4 separate regions of the Mus musculus genome follow, and all the other regions are linked to region 4. Evidence: chromatin contacts called from public Hi-C, HiChIP or PLAC-seq and promoter capture Hi-C data. All regions are on one chromosome and are shown on one strand. Each heading gives the region's core, a stretch centred on a gene start, on an enhancer-like site or on the middle of the called end of the contact. The rest is flanking DNA. Distances are from core to core; before and after follow the strand shown. Region 1 has its middle 25 kb from the start of Gm32121. Region 2 overlaps Thrb (thyroid hormone receptor beta). Region 3 overlaps Thrb (thyroid hormone receptor beta). Region 4 holds the start of Thrb (thyroid hormone receptor beta).

Region 1 (4,432 bases), core at 1,593-4,092, 230 kb before region 4:
CGACCGGCCAGGAAGAACACAACAAACCAGAATCTTCTGCGGCAAAACTTTATTGCTTACATCTTCAGGAGCAGGAGCGCAAGCCCCAAGCCCCAAAAACGAAAGGCCCCCCGCTTACATCTTTAGGAGCCAGAGCGCCAGAGCGTCAGAGCGCCAGAGCGCAGAGCAAGAGAGAGAATGGCGGAAACCCCGTCCCCTTTAAGGAGAATTATCCTTCGCCTAGGACGCATCACTCCCTGATTGGCTGCAGCCCATGGCCGAGTTGACGTCACGGGAAAGGCAGAGTACATGTAGTGGAAAAATACCCTTGGCACATGCGCAGATTATTTGTTTACCACTTAGAACACAGGATGTCAGCGCCATCTTGTGACGGCGAATGTGGGGGCGGCTCCCAACAATACATGAATGATGGGATAGACTTTCCCTTAATGAGCCATGTCTAACTTTCCTCCGGAAGGCCTTCCTGCACTCCAGCCACCGCAGACCAGGGACTCTTGCCCACGTGAGAACCACCTAGCGCCCCACCCCCACCCCCTCCTCCTGCCCTTTCCTCCCTTCGGCCCTGGGGCTGGCTTTCAGATTTTCCGTGGTATCCAGTGTGAGATGCCAGAGACTGAGAACCTGTTATTAGGACTGCACCTTGTCCTTCCCTACCCCCACCCCCACCCCCAGCAAGCTCAGATTCCGTGGCTTCACACAGCCAGACACCACCCGGGACCTCGTGGAAAGCATGCAGCAGTCCTTCCATGTCTGCCTGCCCAGAGTACCGAAACTCTGGTAGGAAACGGATTTTCTCCCACTCCCTCTTTCCCCCACTCCCAATGCCCCACATGCATCCATGAGTGGGATCCATTAACAAGGATTAACATATCATGCAGGCACTTTCTTACCTTAGTCATATGTGATAGTCAAATGTATAATCAAAAGTTAAAGTAGGCAAGGAGTGGGCAGAGAAAAGTGTTAGTCAATGTGGGCTTAAAACAGAAGGCAAAGCTGTTTTTCCCCTCTTGCCTCTAGCTATTTATTATGAAATATCAAACTACTCCAAATGTTTGCGCTCAAAGTGACCATTTAAAAATTTTGCAGTATCCTGAGTACCATTTGGGGGTTAAATAATAGAGTTCTGTTTAATGTGTTGATGTTTTTGCTGGTCATAGTTGAGCTGTGATCTATTAGCAACTGCTGCAAGAAGGTGGTCAGAACTGGATCTTGGTGGGTGTGGGCTTGTTATAGGGATCCAGAGATGAACAGGAAGCTGGGATCACCTCTTTGTCTCTTGACAGGTATCTCAGGGCTTAGCATCCTGCCTCTCCTGATGATCTTTCTGTACAGTTTGTGGACTTCTTATGTCTGAGCTCAGGGCTCCTAAAATGTAGCCTAAGGACTTCTCGACCTTTTCGTCTTAATTTCACATCTGATACAGCTCATCTCTGATTCAACAGTTTGTAGATTCAGCTTACAGGGTGAGCTGTATTTAATGCAGAGAGTGAGGATTCAAAGATCAGAACCCCAGAAGATGTGGCTCATAATGGAAGCCTTTCATTTTAGACTAATTACTATGTTGTTAAGAGGTTATTGATAATGTTTCTACCTAGGGGTAGCAACCATAGGAATAAATGTGAGAGACTGTTGTCAGCCGTTGCTTCTCTAGTGCATAGTCAGACAATGCTCAGATACTAATCCTATTATCTTCCACAGATACTAATCCTATTATCTTCCAGGTGTCTTCTGTACACTAAGTGTGTTTCTAAGACCACTGCCATAAAAGGGGAACAATGACTTAGGGAAGTTTGGGTCTGAGAGAAAATTTATGCAAGTTAATTTAGTGAGGATAGCTGGGAAAGACAAGGCTGAGCATTCAGTATGGATTAAAATTCAGTATGGATTAAAAAAAAATAACATTAAGGTGTCTTCTTGTGGACTTGGCTTTGGCTCTTGAGACTAGATAGCTTCAAGTTTTCTTGGTTTATCTAAAGAGAGAAACAAGCGTTCTAGATTCCCTAGAGAAGTGTGACCTTCCATATCTGGCAAGTTTTGCTGCCAGGTTTAAACGCCCTTCTCTTGCCCAGTAAACGATGGTGAAGGAACCTGTGAGGAAAAGCAAAAACAAAATGTCATTTGAGTGGTTTGTTAATAATTTACTCATGCAAACCAAGTAAATAACATTGTTGCTGCTCTAGAAATGCGGGGCATTTCTGGACATAATAGATGTAGCAGGATATAACCAAGTAAGCATGCAGGGTGCACTTATGCCAGCTGCCAATTATCCTTCATCACTAGTCATTCATTCATACAGTGAAACATCACCAATCAAATGCTAAGGTTCACGCATCTTTATAAACAATTCCCAGTTGTACCACTTTTTTAAATTTAGTATTTAGGATGCTACATTACCATCCAAAAATTTAGCCCTCTTAAGCATTTCTTGCATTTTCAAATTAGATTTCAATAGCCATGTTTGTCTAAGCTCATTTGCTTTGTGAAACGATTATTGTCCTAAGAAAAATTAAGAAGCTAAAGCTTTGTAGCTGATCTTCGGGTCCTATGTCCAATAGTATACATAAAGCCACGGAGGGGACTTGTCCCTTGGTTCTGCCTGACTCCCACATCAGCCCATGGTGACACCATTTATAAGCAATCTGTTATTATTGCTTTAGCTGATAAATTAACTGCCATAAATAACATTTTCTGGTTTCTCAGAGACATTAAAGAAGGATTGATTGTGTAGGGTGCCTCTGTCGATAATAAATGGGCTTCCTTTTTTCCTTCAGGAAACGGAACTAGGTTATTATCAGTCAAGAATCAAGAATGTGGAACCCAGGTTGCATGATGATTTTTCTGCTTCTAAGAGAGTAGGCCTGCCTATGTATTTCAGACTGCTATGTATCTGGAATTCTGTTGTAGGTTGGAGGGTTTATTTTTTGTCTTTTTTTTTTTTTAATGAGGGTATAAAAATAGAGAAGTGTTTTCAGAAGATGAAGCCACAGTTCCCCAGGGTCAAGGCAGGACTGTATACTCCAGAGAGGAAAGAAGTTCAAGTATAAATATAGAACACACCAGGGAAATTTTTTGCCTTCATTTCAAATTTATGTAATTAAATTATAATTCTTCTTAACAGACATACATGATGTAATTTGTTATGTAAAAGATGTGACTAATAAATGATTTGTGTGAAACAGTCACAGAGAAGAGAATGGTTTGGGCCTTATGTATTCAGCTCGGATGTGAATGAAATGTCTTTCTTTAGAGTAAGGACTGATACCTTTTGCACATTACACCCACAGTACATCTGTTTAGAATGAATGGAAGCTGCTGTTCTATTTTCAAAGTAAATGGATATGGTTTTAAAGATCCATCTTTACTTCAAAGTCTAGGAGAGATATAGAACAGAGCAGACTAGAACTGAAACACTATTTATGATAGAATTCAACTGAAATCTTGATGGAAAATGTTTGTTTGCCATATAAATTAAACAGTAATTTTTAGAAAATATTAACAACTGAGCAGATTACTACATAACTTTAATCACAGAATGTGTGGAGATGAGGCAGGAGGATTGCTGCGAGCCTGATGTCAGCCTACAGACCAATGCCAGATCAGTCAGAGGGAGACAGAAAGCGTTTCAGAAAAACCTTTAAAGTATCCTTAAACTATATCCTTTGTTAAATTGGTATCGTGTGTGTGTGTGTGTGTGTGTGTGTGTTCCTGAACTGATTTCCCAACTTAGCTTTCCAGATAGTCTCTCACTAATTCTGAAACATACCGGTTGCTTAGACTGCCTTGCCATCAAACCCCAGAATCTCCCTTATTCCCTCTGCTGTCCCCCTAACCCAGAAAGCCCTGGGGTCACAAAGGCATTCCATGTCCCATACCTAGTTCTCAAATAGGATGTTGGGGCTCCATACTCAGTCTTTATGCTAACACAGAGAGCACTTTCAGTAGTTACTCTCCAGCTCAAATTGGTGTGACTTTTGAAAATACTTAATGGTTAGCAGATGTTCACTGGGAAAAGAAAATGCATTTGGTAGTATTGCAAGTAAAAAGATCAAAAGCCAGTACCTGCTGAGCAGGGTCAACAGTTGTTCTTCAAATAGAAATAGCTTGGTACCAGATCAAGCTCACCATTGAAAACATGACTCATCCATCTGGCCACTCATTGTTTACTAAGGTCTTTGATTTGGTAACTCTTATTTTCTATGCTAAGCTCAGAGAATTTTACCTGAGGGTCTAGCTCCAGCTTGATAGATGTCCTGGGGATTAGTGGGGGTCTTCTCATGATGTGGAAGCTTGGAGGGGTGCTACTTCCATTCAGGCCTACTAGAATGGGATGGGAAGTTTTCCCCGAAGGAGTAGATTACAGGTTATCTTTGAAAACTTTGAAGGCGACTTCTGACCTGTTCTCCCTTCCTTCCCAAGCATACACGTGCCATCT
Region 2 (4,399 bases), core at 1,250-3,749, 160 kb after region 4:
ATAAGAGGCTCCATATTTGCACATAGAGTAAAGAGAGCAGTCCTGTGGGATGTTCATGAGTCTGTCTTCCCAACTCAGCTTCTGTCTATCTGTCCTATGGCCTTGCTTTGCTCGATGTTGCTCTGGCTAAGATGGCATTTGCTGGGCAAGAACAATCCTGACAAAGCGTTCTCTTGTGTCTAATCTGACAAGCCAGGGTCAGGCTTCTGCTCCTGCTGCTCATCAGGCAATGGTTTCCTGCCACACTCTGATCACAGATCCTCCAGGGTGGCCCTTGAGTGCTGAATGCCATCTTTGTTACAAAGGGTAGGAGGGAGAATAGTATAATTCTACCTGAGAGAAAGGCCAGTAAACCAAGGCTATAATTCCATTGCTACTGGAAAAGGAACAATAAATGATGATAAAACAAAGGGCTTGCCCCCACACGGTGTAAATTACTTGGCAGGAGAGATGATGTCTTGAGAGTGGAGACTGGGGGTTTGCTTTCTTTCTTTCAGTTTTCAGCCACGGTCAGCTGTTGTACAAAGGCTGGCTTGACAAACCTTGGCGCCCTCTGTCTGAATTGAACAGTCCATTCTTCTCAGTTTGATGTTGAGGGGAGCAGTGAAAGTCTTCACATTGATGTATACAATAACAGTCACCTCATTCATCAACTGAAAAATCATTTTTTAAAACAAACAAACAAAAAAGTGGACCTGACTGTGTTTATTATGTCTCTATACTGAAGGTGATTCTAGTCTTTCCAACTTTCAGAAAAACATCCTTAAGGTAAGGAATCATGAACATGAGTAAAAAGGTAGCTAGTGACCAAACTGTATGTAATTAGTTCTCCCATGTACAATAACATGGATATAAGCGCATATCTGCACAGCAGACTGGAGTATGTAATACAGTCAAGGATAAACAGTCACCAATGCTTCATTCTTCTGAAATAAGAGGGTAGCTAGCAAAGCAAATACAAAGTGCCCCCAGAAAAGTCATAGCACAGAGGTATAAATCGCATCTTGAGCTTGGCTACTCGAGGTTCTAACAGGAGAATGTGCAGTCTGTGTTTGAACTTAGCAGCAGAAAAAGAGCTTGTGTTGTATTACTGATGTCTCTGTCAGACATGGGAGGGGCAAGAAGAGCTCCTGTTGGATTAGTGATGTCTGTGTTGAACATAGGAGGAACACATTTTTACCTCATGTTCACCTAGAAACTTTTTTTTATTACGTATTTTCCTCAATTACATTTCCAATGCTATCCCAAAAGTCCCCCCCCCCCCCACTACCCACCCATTCCCATTTTTTGGCCCTGGCGTTCCCCTGTACTGGGGCATATAAAGTTTGCCTGACCAATGGGCCTCTCTTTCCAGTGATGGCCGACTAGGCCATCTTTTGATACATATGCAGCTAGAGTCAAGAGCTCTGGGGTACTGGTTAGTTCACAATGTTGTTCCACCGATAGGGTTGCAGATCTCTTTAGCTCCTTGGATACTTTCTCTAGCTCCTCCGTTGGGGGCCCTGTGATCCATCCAATAGTTGACTGTGAGCATCCACTTCTGTGTTTGCTAGGCCCCGGCCTAGTCTCACAAGGGACAGCTATATCACCGTCCTTGCAACAAAGGCTTGCTAGTGTATGCCATGGTGTCATCGTTTGGAGGCATAATGAATATGCTTTAGAAAGATGGATTGCTCTCCTCAACATGTGGAGGGAGGAAAGAGGACAGCACATAGCTATAGCCCAGAGCTGAGGCTTCTAGCCTCTCTTGAGATTGTTTGATTTCTGTTGAGTTTTTCTAAATCATTTGTTTAGATCGTTCCTTATAAGTGTTGTAACATTGTATTTTTTTTCTATCCATTCCCATGACTACTCCCATGGTTTCAATCCTTATTATAAGAATTAAAATGGAAGTTTTCTCCATTCGTCTCTTGATTCTTATGCTTAAACTTTTTAATGGGGTCAGGAGTTATTAGGTCCATATGATCTATGTGAGATCCATGCACCATCTCTCTGAAAAGTGAAGGCCTGCACAAGACGCTACAAATTATTTAAGGAGCACTGGAAACTCCCCTGAGTCCATGCTTACTACTTGTTAGTTTATCTAACATCCATGTCTTCCTCATGTTGGATGGGGGCAATAATCCAAATGCATACTTTGGATAACTGAACTCCCTGCTCCAAGCCATTATGTGTCTTCTAACCTCAGAACACAGACCCAGTCTTCCTGATAGAATCCCAAACTAGTGACACCTATTCTGCCTTTGTAGCATTACCTACTGTACCTCTAAGCTTTGCCCTACCAAATCAGAGTGCCTCACTAACAGTCCCTCAAGAATTCTCAGTGTTCTGCCCTACAAGGGCCACTGTCCACAGTCCTCTCCCTGGTCTCCTGGACTGGGCCCTGCCCTACTTTCTAGCTGAGCCTGAGCTGGTTTTTCACCGTATTCATAGCTTCAACAGTCAGCACTGAAGAGGCGTTGTGTGAGCCTGGCAGATCCTCAACAGTTGCACACTTATCCACCCCCAGCTTGTTTCCTTGCCCTCCCCTTCTTTCCAACAGGCAGCCTTCTGAGCTTGTGTAGCTTCTAGACTCAACCATTGCAGGGAGGAGGAGAAAGAAACAGAAGGAAGAGGAAACAAAGATGATTCCATCACTCTGTCTTCCAGTGATTTTACCTCCAGTGATTACAATTTCATCTCCTCTGTGCTCCAGATACAATGGGGCAGACCCATAGAGCTTCTATTTCCACTGAGTAAGCCTGGACCACAAACCTGACCCCAGTATCTACCCTACAATCAGAGTCATCATCATCATCACCACCATAATCATCACCCTCATCATTACTTTACTTGTTTGTGTATGCATTCATGCCACAGTATACTGCTCTGAGGATAATTTCATAGTTATTTCTTTTTCTCACCATGTTGGTTTCAGGGATAAAACCTAGGTTATCAGATTTGGCAACAAGTACCTGTATCTGCCAAGTTCTATAGCCAGCCCTCCGTTCCTTTATTCTTGCCTGAATAGTTAAAAAGCTTGCTCCCATTGCTAAGTTCCTAGATACTGCAATTCCTATCTTTTGATTTAAGCGTTTTCCTTCACCTGTATTTTCATGTGTCTGCATGATATTTCTATTAACTTGGCCGATCTCTATATTCCCAGGTAAATCTTTCCTGGTCCAGCTGACATTTGGCAAATATTTGTTCAATTAATCATCAGGTTTTAAACTGTCTTCTGGGTGGTCATTCCTTAGTACAACAGATCAGCCTGTTAATTAACAGTGCTCAGTGATATCATGTGGGCTTCCTTGGTCAGTAACAAATTATCCCCAAATCCAGAAGCTTGAAACAATTAGCATTTATGAGTGCCTGGGTTCAAAGATTAGCAGGCTAGGTCTTTTAGTCCATCCAGGGCTCTTGAGGTGCTGTGGACAACAGCAGCTGCGTGACTCTGCCATTGTGGCTTTATGGAGACAGTTGATGGAGCCATTCTCACTGTGCTATTCTAGAAGAGGCCAAATCAGATATGCCCCCAACATAATCATGGGACAGCAGAGAGACACTTAAATAGAGCAAGAACTTTCTCAAACTTGTGCATGATCATGTCTGATGAAATTCCATGGAGCAAAAAGTCACGTGGTTGGAAATAGGATTGAGGGGTTCAGGGAGAAAGAACTCAATTCTTCACTGAACAGGGGTGGTGGTGGACGGTTAGTGAGGGTGAGGAGTGGATAGAAAGTTAGTACAGGTGTGAGGGAGGATGGAAGGTTAGTGCAGGGGTGAGGGGTGAGTGGAAGGTTAATGCAGGGGTAAGGGGTGGTGGGAGGTTAGTACAGGGGTGAGGGAGGATGGAAGGTTAGTACAGGGGAGAGGGAGAGTGGAAGATTAGTGTAGGGGTGAGTAGAAGGTTAATGCAGGGGTAAGGGGTTGATGGAAGGTTAGTGTAGGAGTGAGGGAGAGTGGAAGGTTAGTGTAGGGGTGAGGGGTGGTGGGAGGTTAGCTGCAGGGGTGAGTAGGGGTGGCATTTGTTATTACAGTCTTAAGTATTTGAAACATTTCAAAAGTAAGTCTCTTGTTAGTGAATATGAGTGAAAGTTATCTTTAAAAAGAAAAATTAGAAAAACAATCTGTGCCACCTAAGTTTTACGAAGGAAAGCCAAAGTGTAAGAATTTCTCTAAAAACTATAAGGCATTTTGACATAGCTATACAAAAGGAGCCATTAGCCCAGCAGGGAGCAGAAAAGAGTAAATCACTGGGGAGAGAGAGGTAGGAAGAAAGAGGGAAAGGAAACAGAAAGCAAAGGGAGGAGATATCATACAATAAGAAATATTTTTTTCCATTTTTTATTAGGTATTTAGCTCATTTACATTTCCAATGCTATACCAAAATTCCCCCATACCCACCCACCCCCACTCC
Region 3 (4,489 bases), core at 252-2,751, 190 kb after region 4:
GCTGTAGCTTGCTTGAGTTCACAGCTGACTAAGACTGTTGATTACTTTATTAAGATCAACAGCTGATAAACAAGACTTGATGAAATTAAAAAAAAAGAGGTTTTACAGCAAAAGATACCACTATTCAAGTGAAGAGGCAGCCTACAAAATAGGGGTTGTAGGGGGACCCTCTACCAGTTATACATCTGTCAGAGGGTTAATGTCTAGAATATACAAAGAACTCAAAAATCTAAACACACACACACAAAAACCCCAAACCAATTTAAAAATAGAATATGCAACTAGATAGAGACTTGATAGATGAAATACAAATGGCTAAGAAATATTTTTTTAAATGCTGAACATCCTTAGCTGTCAATGAAATGCACATTGCAATTTTATCTTACCCCAGTCAGAATAGATAAAAGCAAGAAATCAAATGACAAAACAAACAAAAACCACTACAGTGCATGTAGGAAAGGGGACCACACTGACTTGCTGCAGATGAGAGTTACAGACTGATACAGCCAGGGGGAAATCTGGATGCAGATTCCGTACTAGAAATAGATCTACTGTATGATCCAGAGATCTTTCTAGATTTGGTTTTACAAGTGGGAGAGGAAGGCTATCAGAGGAGTCAGCTGCCTTACCAACTGAGTCTCCACAGGGCTTTTCCAGGTAGACTAGGGCAGCTAGAGCCTGGGGCTCTGTCGAGAGCATGTGCAAATGATACAGAGAGGCCATTCACATGTGCAGGGCTAGTCACGGCGGTGGGCTGCTCAACCCAAAGAATCTCTGTTTATCTACAGGCAGAAGGAATCTAGAATGCTCCTAACTGCTGTAAACCACAGAATTTAACTTCTTTGAGGATAATTTGCATGGTGTTCAGTTTCTTTCAAGCATCTTTTCTGGAAGTTGAGCACATTTTCTGTTAAACAGTAACCAGTGTGTGCTTTCCTATCTGTGGTAATGCAATAATTGCTATTTCATATCTAGGTTATTTTTTAAACCATATGATTTCCAGACCTACCAACCCAGTCTGTGCAAACAGCCCCAAGTAGGGCTGCCCATGCATAGCTCTCCTATGGAATTTAGTTTCATGAACGGCATTAGCATCCATCTTTCTAACTGGAGGATTAAGACACATACAATCTAGTAAAGAATATACTCATTTAAATCAAGTCAGGCCAAATAGTGTCTAGAGCCTTTTCTCTCAAGCACAACAGAGTCAGCCATGGGATAGCAGAATTGCTACAGTTTTATTCAACACTCACGTAGCAGTAGTCTCTATTTCCAGCTGTGTTGTGTGTGGCATGGTCACAGAGCAACTCATTAAGCCCCATGATGCTCCTAGAAATGGACAATAGATTCCTGCTCTATGGGTAGGGAAACCAAGACGAGGAGATTAAGCAATTGCTCCAGCCACAGGTTTGGCTCAATGTGTTGTTTACACTTCTTGAGAGGTTCTGTCCATGCTGACTCTTTCAACTTGTAAAATTCAAAGAAGCAAAGTTTACCCAGCACCTTATCTGTTGTGCAACTGCTAGGTGGGTAAATCAGCAACACCTTTGCCCTAGGAACTCTGAGCCTATCTGAGGAGACGGAGAGAGTAGTGGTTATAACACAACGTTAACACGAGCTCGGAAGCAACAGCTCTGCCTGTGCCAGTAGGATGAGGGTAGGAGAAGCATGGTCAGCCTTTCCAAATAAAAGGAGTGAGCAGGAATAAGAGTGTGGATGTGTATTCAAGCAAAGTACGTTTTAGAGTTGTCAGTGTGCCTGGTGGCAGAAGAATTGCATTGTGAAGGGCTGCAGGGGCCATGATCAGGTTGGGACAGAGTCATTTGGAGGCTGAAAAGTAGGACACTCCCTTGACCTAGTGGGAAGCAACTGAGGCTAGAGACACATAAGAGATATAAGAAACACCTTCAAGAAAGATTTGGCCTGGACATCAGCATCATAGTCTTCCCCCAAAAAAAGAAGGAGGAGGGAGGAAATTAACAAAGCTTGGTGACTGGAAACCAAGCATTTCAGAAAGCTTGAGAGGAAAATACAGAGTGAACTGTGTATAGCATGTGAGTGGGGGGTGTGGGGATTGAAAGAGAAAAATGGAGGAGGAAGGAATTAAGAGGAAGGGAAGAAGGAGGGAAAAAGGGGGCTGAGAGAAGAGGTCACAGATGGAAAAGAGGAGAGAGAGTGAAGCATGCTAGCACCTTTGGAAGATCCAAAGGCATTGTGTCATAGGAATGATGCCTTTGCCATCCTGGCTCTATGCACCCTCTGCTCAGCCTCTCTTGGTCAGCTCCAGTTTGGATCACTCACTAGCAGCCATGGTCATGACTCTGCTACAGCTGCAGAGATCTCCACTGGAGTAAACAAATCAGGGTGATGGGAGAGTTCCTTTTGGGGCGCTGCCTTGGCCTGCAGGCAGCTCGCAGATCTGGCACAACAGCAGAAACATACTAGCTCAAGACAGAAGTAAAGCAAATTAAAGCCATTGCCAGGCTTGCTTACAGGGAACAGGGGCCACTTCCAAAGCACTGCTTTTTCCCAGAATAAAATAGTATTTAAAAAGCCAAACACCTGACATTTACATTGACAATTATCAAGCCTCTATCTTGATGACCTTTAACCCAAGGACTCTTCCCAGCCATGAGGAACCTGAAGACTTGTTTCAAGCCAAATTATTATTTCCCTCGTGGCTGGCTAAAAGTAGCATAATTAGTGGAGAGAGCCATTTTACTCAGCAATTATGATTATAGCCATGCTGGGCCAGGAGGATAGTGAGCATTCTAATGGCTGTGGATAAGGTAGCACGTCAGGTGTTCGCTGCCCAGGAGCCTCCCGATGCTGGGAGTCCCATTTCAACAAGGGGTTGGGTTACGACACGCTTTGCTGGCTGCTTGCTGCAATACTGGCCTCCGGCAGCAGGCCAGAACGCTGAGAGGGAGCCCCTGGCCCTCCTGGAGAGAAGCATGGGCTATGAGCTAGCTGTCTGGGAGGAATAGCTTGTGGTCAGTCCTACCAGTCATGACAGCAGTCCAGTGTTGGCAAGCCAGGACAACTGAAATTCACTGCAAGAAAGTGTAACTGGGAGAGCACGGCTACACAAATACAGGACGTAACTGGCCTCCCAGAAGCTCACTGGGCTGGAAAGCCTCTATCCTGTGGAACCTGGAGGTTGGACTGAATGTAGAGATGTCTCAAAGTCATCTGAGCCCAGAGGACAGCAAGGTGAGCATCAATCTAGCCCTGTAATGCTCTCAATGCTGTTACAGTTAATGAGAGTCAAGCAATGTGTGTTCATCTGAAGGGCATGGACGGACATTAGTGGCCAGCCGCTTGGAGTTCTGGCATGCCCTTGATAAGGGTATGGTTCCACAAATGTACTGTCAATTCTCTATCTGAATCTTTAAAAAGACAGTATACATGTATGTATGTATGTATGTATGTGTGTATGTATTTATACACACACATATGTATATACATATATATCAAATTTCAAACCTTTCTATTGGCAGCTAGAAGAATCAGTTGTAATAAATGTATATAGTGTATAATGATGCATTTTCTAAACTTAAAAAATTTTGGAGAAGCATAAAAGGAAAATAAGGTATTTTCCTATTCTGAAATAAGATATTGAATTTGGTTGAGGATGGAAAACTATAATCATTCTTGGTAACGTATTTTCAGAGGTGTTCAGTAGTTACCAGATCTATGGGAAAGACTGGAATATTCCATAGAGGCTGGGGGTTTGGTGGTAATACATGTTTCAGTGAAAGGTTGCTGGAGTGAAGGAGTTTCACCTGAGCCACAGAGGCTTCGGGAGGGAGTGCACCTGTTTTCAGGTGTGGGCCACATTGACTTGAATTACCAAGGGAAAAGGTTGGCTCTTCTTTGGGGAAAAGGTAGCAGAGCAGACCCTTCTGATTTAAAATAAATAAATAAATAAAATGGAAACCTACTTTCTGGAAAATGCATTTCTTATAGATGCAAACTTGGCATGCAGGAACAGGGATTTTGTGGACTCCTGTGGAGTCTATGTGGCAAACAGGTGTGGTGGGAACTTCAGGGGCTTGGCAGAATTCTCCAGGAGTTTGCCTAGAGTTTCTGTGGAACTGGGTTTTTCCCAGAGTAGTCTGCTTGACCATCGCACATTGAAGTGCCATGTAAAGGACATACCTGGAGCTTCACAGTCAACAAAGCCTGCTTTGGATTTCATTGGGGCTGTTTTTAGGGTTCTGAGACATAACCTTGCATCTTGCTAAATCTCCCTGTCCTCAGCAATGCATCAACAAGGGAGGAGGAAGTACCTACCTGTAGGAGAATTAGCAGCAAACAGACTGTAATGCTCAGCTCAGTGCTAGGGCAGTCTATGATCAAACATCAACTTATTCTTAAAGGTGAAAGAAAACAAAGAACAAGAAAAGTCCTGCTTCTTGCTCCAGCATGTTTTTCATGATTCTGGTCCCTTTCTCTGGTAGGAGCGCTGTAGACAGAGTTCTGACTT
Region 4 (4,911 bases), core at 1,093-3,592:
CCCTGTGCTCCCAGGTTAGGATATCTTTTGCTTTCCCAGGAGTTCTCATGACTCTGAGAATTCCCATGACACTGTGTTGTGTAACAGATTCTTATGGTAACCCCTTACCACCACCCCACCAGCTCTGCTCTCTCAATACCCATTCAAATAGAATCCTACCAAATTTCCTGTTGGAGCGTTGCGATTATATAACACTGTTACAACCAGTCTTGTAAGCCGTTTAATACTTTCACTGATTCTCATTTCATAACTTTCCAAGCAAAATGAAATCAGACAAAACCATCTGAACAAAGAAAAGTAATCTTTTGATGTTGTTGTTATAGTTCATTTTTAGTATGTGGTTTTCTTCAGAAAGAATTTAAGAAAAAACATAGCTCAGAATTATACTAGAAGTATAACGTCCAGGGATTCCGGGTTTCCCAGGGGCCTCTTGAATTCCCCTTTCTAACTTATTACAGAGCTGTTCACAAGTCTCCCCCCCCCCCCCCCCCCCCCCCGACCTGGGCCAAGCCAGGCTTTTCCTTGCAGCCACCAGGGGGCTGTCTGGTTAGGAACTGGGTAGGAGAAGCTGCAGCTTTCCTCCAAACCAACCAAAACCTCCCAAGGCAGCTTTGGAGCAAAGCCCAGGAACTCGCCTGCAAAACAACCTTCACTCTAGAGCCGGCAAGTTCTTAGTGAAGCTTCATTCCGGGTGAGGAATAAAACACGGATTTCTTACAAAGAATTCAAAGGGCAGCCGAGTCTGTGCTGGCCGCGGGGAAAGGCAACGTTCTAGCAGCTGCTTTCTCTCCTGAGTCCTGCTTCTGACTCGCCACAGTTGTTAATGCTGTGACAGGAGGTGTGTTGGCCTTTCTTCTTTTTCCTTTCCTGTGGACTGCCCAAATAACACCCCCGGGGGGGCCTTATCACCCGTGGGGAAATCTAGACAACTCTTTAAAATGATCTAGACATCATTCCCTTTTATACCGTGTTACAAGAGTATGTTGAAGAAAGATTTTTCAAGGTATTTTTTTTTAACAGTGTTCATAAGAACATAATTGTATTCGGTCCTTAATCAAAGTAGTTTTGTCGCAATTGTTAACTTCCCATTGGCTGCGAGTTCTCTGAGCACTCTGCGTTTTTCCAATAAAACCTACCTCCAAGGCGTAGCTGGAAGACTGCCTGGGTCATCTGGAACAGCACACTGTCGCCCGCTGTTTTCTCCCAACCTGACCTTCGGAACTTGAGGTATGGACATTTCAGCGCTATGCTTGCAAGTGCAGAACCCTTCCAGGGTGGAGATTATTTTTGTCTTCTGGTTTTGTACTTATATTTCTAGGACAGAGGCGAAATAACGAGGTGTCCCTTTAAACCCTACTTGTAGAACCAACCCGGAACACACTCAGTGAGGTGTTGGGGGGGGGGGGCACTTCTCATTTAGGGCAAGCAAGGCATTGCCCATTGGTGTGGGGGAGCAGAGCGTCCAGAGCCACAGGAGGATCTGAGCGCCCCGTGTTTCCAAGCGCACCACAAGTGGTTTGGGGGCGGAAGGAGGAGCGCGGTGACACCTGCCGCGCCTGTCGGGCGACTCAGGAGGGTTGTGCCCCTGGAGATCCCCTCTATCTCCTGTCATTCATACCCTACCCCACCCCCTGTCACACTCCTACCTCTTCAACTAAAAGAATGATGGCTCAAATGGATCCTCCACGCTCCTGCAGTTGGGTGGGTGGACGCGTGTCCACCAGACCCGCAGCTACGTGACCCCGGGGGAGGGTGGCGCACAAGGCGCCGTTACCGCAGAGTCGTAGCGGGGGACATTTGCACATAAGCGGCAGGTGCGCAGGGCACTCGAGTGGAGGGTTGCTCGGGCAGTGGCAGGGAGCACAGCCCGGAAGCCATTTCGTCTCTGATACTCTGGCGGAGCCAGGGTGGCCTGAGCCTGCCGCAGCTGCTGGGAGAATCGAACAGGCTAGAGGACCAGAGGGGAAGAACGGTCGGCGGTTCGCCAGCGGCGGAGGAGCTGACACCCTAGTCCCTAGTAAGGCTACCGCGCTGGGTCCTCCGGAGTCGGAGACTCCGGCCCTGCACCTCGCCGCCCGCGCAGGTCGCGGCAGAGAGGTCGCCGGTGTCCTGGGACCCACGCTGCGCCCCTCAGCGTCGGCGCCGGAGGAGAGTTGACAGGTCAAGGGAATAGGGCTCGCTCGGGAGCCCGCGCAGTACTGGACCCCGTGGCGGAGGGGGCGGAGCGGGGAGGAGACTGCGGCTCGGCCGAGCACGGCGCAGCCTTGGGCGGGCGGCCGGCCGGCGTGACGCGGCGGGATTAACTTTGCATGGCTAATACGAGCACCAGAGCTGAGGCCACCGGCTGCTCGGCCGCAGCTCGCCAGCACGCCGCCTTGGGGCGCCACCTCCAGGCTCCAGCGCTCTGGTAACTTGGCAGGGTGGGCGGGCGTGGGGGGAGGTCTACAGGTCTTGCGGGCCGGGCGCGGGTGGCCAGCGACGCGCTCTGTCCTTGAAGCTGGCCTCTGAGACCGGCTCCTCTCGGGCTCGGGCACCCGGTGCAGGGACCTGAAGCCAGAACCCAACTAGGGACAAGCTCCTTGTGAAATGGAGTTTGACGTCCTGGGCTCCGAACCCAGTGGAAGTTTCCATGAGGAGGAAGTTGTAGGGCATGGGGGTTCGGAAGAGGCTGACAGGCGCGGGGGTGGGCGATTTAAAGGGACTGTGGGTCTCGTGTCCCATCTTTTTGGCTCCTGCACAGGAACTCCAGGCTTTGGAAAGGAGAAAGGTCCTGAATAAGCTGCTGCTCAGTGCCAGTCTGCCTCTCATCCGCTCCGCAGGCTCCCTCCCTCCAGAATCGCTCTTTTCCTTTGCTTCTTTTGGGTTCTGCATGTTTGTGACGATCCGGGTGGTGTCAGCTGTGCTCCCTAAGACCGGGAAAGACGTCTTTGGAGGGTTTCTATTGTTAGGGTTAGTTGTCATTTTGGAGGAAGATTTCCCGTGACTGCAGTGGGATTATTATTGGAGCTAATTCTTAAAGCCTTCTGGTTTGTTTTTAAGAGGGAGGGGGCGGAGTGTGCATACGTGGGTTGTTTTTGGTTTTTTGTTTGTTTGTTTGTTTGTTTTTAATTAAAGGCTAACTGTATAATTTGCCCCAAATGGGAAGTTTTTAAAGGGTCTATTAAGCATTTCTATAGTGAGTCAAATAAAGAAAAGAATACCTGGGCAGGCAGGTTCGCTATCCCATTCTGCCCTTTGCACACACATGAAGAACTCAAAGACTGTCGAATCAGAAAATAACATTGCATAAATTCCTCCTCTTCAAGTGTGGTTGATCCTAGATACTAGTGATCAGTTTTTAAAGACCTGTTTAAAACTGAACATTCTTTGTTCAATGCATGAAAAGGAGAACACAGCAAGCAATTTAGTTAACGATGACCGTATTAAGTAGTGTAGACCCGTTGGGGAGTTTCTTTATATGATTTATCTCTGGTTTAGCATGTTTGATGATACTGTAATGAAATATCCTCACTGTGTTGCAAAGGAATAAAATTTTCTTTTTGGTAAAGAAACGTTCTGTGATTCATTCTGAATATTCTGGATGACTGATCTCCCTAATTCACTTCAGCTTGTTATTTCCCGTTCTGAAAGAAGTCATGAACTTGGTACCATTAATGAAAAGGTGTTTCGTGGGAAGTATTTTGGACAGGGGCAGATTTTAGAGTGTTTTCATGCTGATTGGCCGTGCTTCAATTGACCCGGAGAGATATTAAGTAAAAAGTGCATTTGCTTGAGCCATTTTATGTGAAGAAATTAGTGAAGAATAACTTATTGCTTTCCCATGTTAAATAGATACTATTAGGATCCTATATTTTAAATAAATTCCAATTGTTTATTATATACTGGAAAAGAAAAATCTGCTTCACTTTGTGAGTAAAGGTAAATGGTACTGAACTGCTTCAGAATTGCTAATTTTTAATGAAACTGTTCTTGTTGGCATTACAATGCAAAAGCTTAATCTCATTGGCATTGAGGTATTGCTATATAAAGTAACTGGCACTAGAAGGGGGATAAATATTTGACTTCTCCCCTTCCAGCTTCTTTGTGGTAAATTTTGTATTAAAAAGAAACAAGCTGCAACTTCCCTATAATCCAGCACCTCTGGAAAAGGATGACTTGTTAAACAATTCCTAGGAAGGGAAAGCTGAGGCCCGCTCCTTCCCTGCTTGTTTGTAGATGCTGGTTCCATCCAGCAATGGATGCTTGGAGCTACCAGACAGCTTCTATACTTACTGTGTAGTAAGCTTATCTTTTCTATGGAAATCAGTAGAGGTGACTGGCTTCTTTAGTCTCTTGCTCTTGTGGAGGTTACATGCCACCTTCTTAGTAGGCAGGCTTTTTTTCCCTGTGTTCTCTCTGAAAGATCCTCTGCTTTTTGATCTGTTTTTCCCCTCAATACTAGCTATGGTCAGAACTGTTCTTTTGTTCTGATACTTGTGAATTTCCTCTTTAACACTGAATTCTGACTATTCTAGATGACAGCATGGTGTTCAGGAGGACGACAGTGTTCATATCTTTTTGCACTCTTGTTCTACCAGCATTTGCAAGAATACCTAGTACTCCATAGGCACTGGTAAATTTTAACTGAACAAATTAGAAAAAACATTGCCCTGACCCCAATGCCTGGCTAAGTACTTCAACCATTGCCATTTTGGACATGCCTAAAATCTGGTGAGGTGTGAAAACACTTTCTCTCTCTCTCTCTCTCTCTCTCTCTCTCTCTCTCTCTCTCACACACACACACACACACACACACACACACACACACACACACACACGGTGGGAGATGTCAGTCTTTGCATCTCTCACTCTCTGTTGCTCTCCATCTGATAACAGCTGATCTACCTTTTTATATAGTTAATTCTTCAAGTT

What was found. Promoter capture Hi-C pulls out the DNA fragments that hold promoters and counts their contacts. A called contact is a pair of places that touch in the nucleus more often than the background predicts. HiChIP or PLAC-seq counts read pairs in DNA pulled down with a chosen protein or histone mark.
Region 1: a contact with region 4 is called in an H3K4me3 HiChIP or PLAC-seq map of the 230-238 cell line, with 22 read pairs. The contact joins the enhancer-like site here to the promoter of Thrb in region 4. A contact is called at or near these places in 1 of 39 promoter capture datasets (stem cell-derived epiblast-like cells), 1 of 15 datasets of contacts at CTCF or cohesin (pro-B cells), 2 of 484 Hi-C or Micro-C datasets (cortical neurons and rod photoreceptor), 3 of 115 datasets of contacts at active chromatin or transcription factors (the 230-238 cell line and large pre-B cells) and 2 of 9 other capture datasets (embryonic stem cells and liver).
Region 2: a Hi-C map of cerebral cortex shows a contact between it and region 4, with 4 times the contacts expected there. The contact joins the enhancer-like site here to the promoter of Thrb in region 4. A contact is called at or near these places in 7 of 39 promoter capture datasets (3T3-L1-derived adipocytes, cranial neural crest, embryonic stem cells and 3 more), 9 of 484 Hi-C or Micro-C datasets (astrocytes, cerebellum, cerebral cortex and 5 more), 8 of 115 datasets of contacts at active chromatin or transcription factors (astrocytes, cardiomyocytes, hepatocytes and 4 more) and 3 of 9 other capture datasets (adipose tissue, liver and pancreatic islet).
Region 3: a contact with region 4 is called in a promoter capture Hi-C map of liver, with 7 times the contacts expected there. The contact joins the enhancer-like site here to the promoter of Thrb in region 4. A contact is called at or near these places in 11 of 39 promoter capture datasets (the 3T3-L1 cell line, cranial neural crest, embryonic stem cells and 3 more), 5 of 484 Hi-C or Micro-C datasets (liver and nephron progenitors), 9 of 115 datasets of contacts at active chromatin or transcription factors (bone marrow-derived dendritic cells, bone marrow-derived macrophages, embryonic forebrain and 6 more) and 3 of 9 other capture datasets (adipose tissue, embryonic stem cells and pancreatic islet).

Annotation. Positions count from the first base shown.
Region 1 is chr14:17,430,294-17,434,725 of GRCm38.p6, forward strand. No RefSeq gene overlaps it. Among named protein-coding and RNA genes, the nearest start is that of Gm32121, 25 kb to the left of the region's middle. Within about 2 kb of position 2,843, at least 16 of the 459 cell types and tissues checked have an H3K27ac peak or open chromatin away from gene starts, as enhancers often do. A contact at or near this core is called in the 230-238 cell line, cortical neurons and pro-B cells, where this site is marked.
Region 2 is chr14:17,815,837-17,820,235 of GRCm38.p6, forward strand. The region is part of intron 1 of Thrb (thyroid hormone receptor beta); the gene reads left to right. Among named protein-coding and RNA genes, the nearest start is that of Thrb, 160 kb to the left of the region's middle. Within about 2 kb of position 2,500, at least 20 of the 459 cell types and tissues checked have an H3K27ac peak or open chromatin away from gene starts, as enhancers often do. A contact at or near this core is called in cerebral cortex and cortical glia, where this site is marked.
Region 3 is chr14:17,844,525-17,849,013 of GRCm38.p6, forward strand. All of the region lies in intron 2 of Thrb (thyroid hormone receptor beta), which reads left to right. Among named protein-coding and RNA genes, the nearest start is that of Thrb, 190 kb to the left of the region's middle. Within about 2 kb of position 1,502, at least 23 of the 459 cell types and tissues checked have an H3K27ac peak or open chromatin away from gene starts, as enhancers often do. A contact at or near this core is called in hepatocytes, intestinal villus epithelium and liver, where this site is marked.
Region 4 is chr14:17,658,618-17,663,528 of GRCm38.p6, forward strand. Thrb (thyroid hormone receptor beta) reads left to right here and starts at 2,343. Exons shown (of 10, transcript NM_001113417.1): 1 at 2,343-2,407. LOC115488350 (serine/arginine repetitive matrix protein 1-like) reads right to left here and starts at 2,961. Exons shown (of 3, transcript XM_030248233.1): 1 at 2,615-2,961; 2 at 1,647-2,547; 3 at 1,299-1,314. The coding sequence starts at 2,961. The coding sequence ends at 1,671.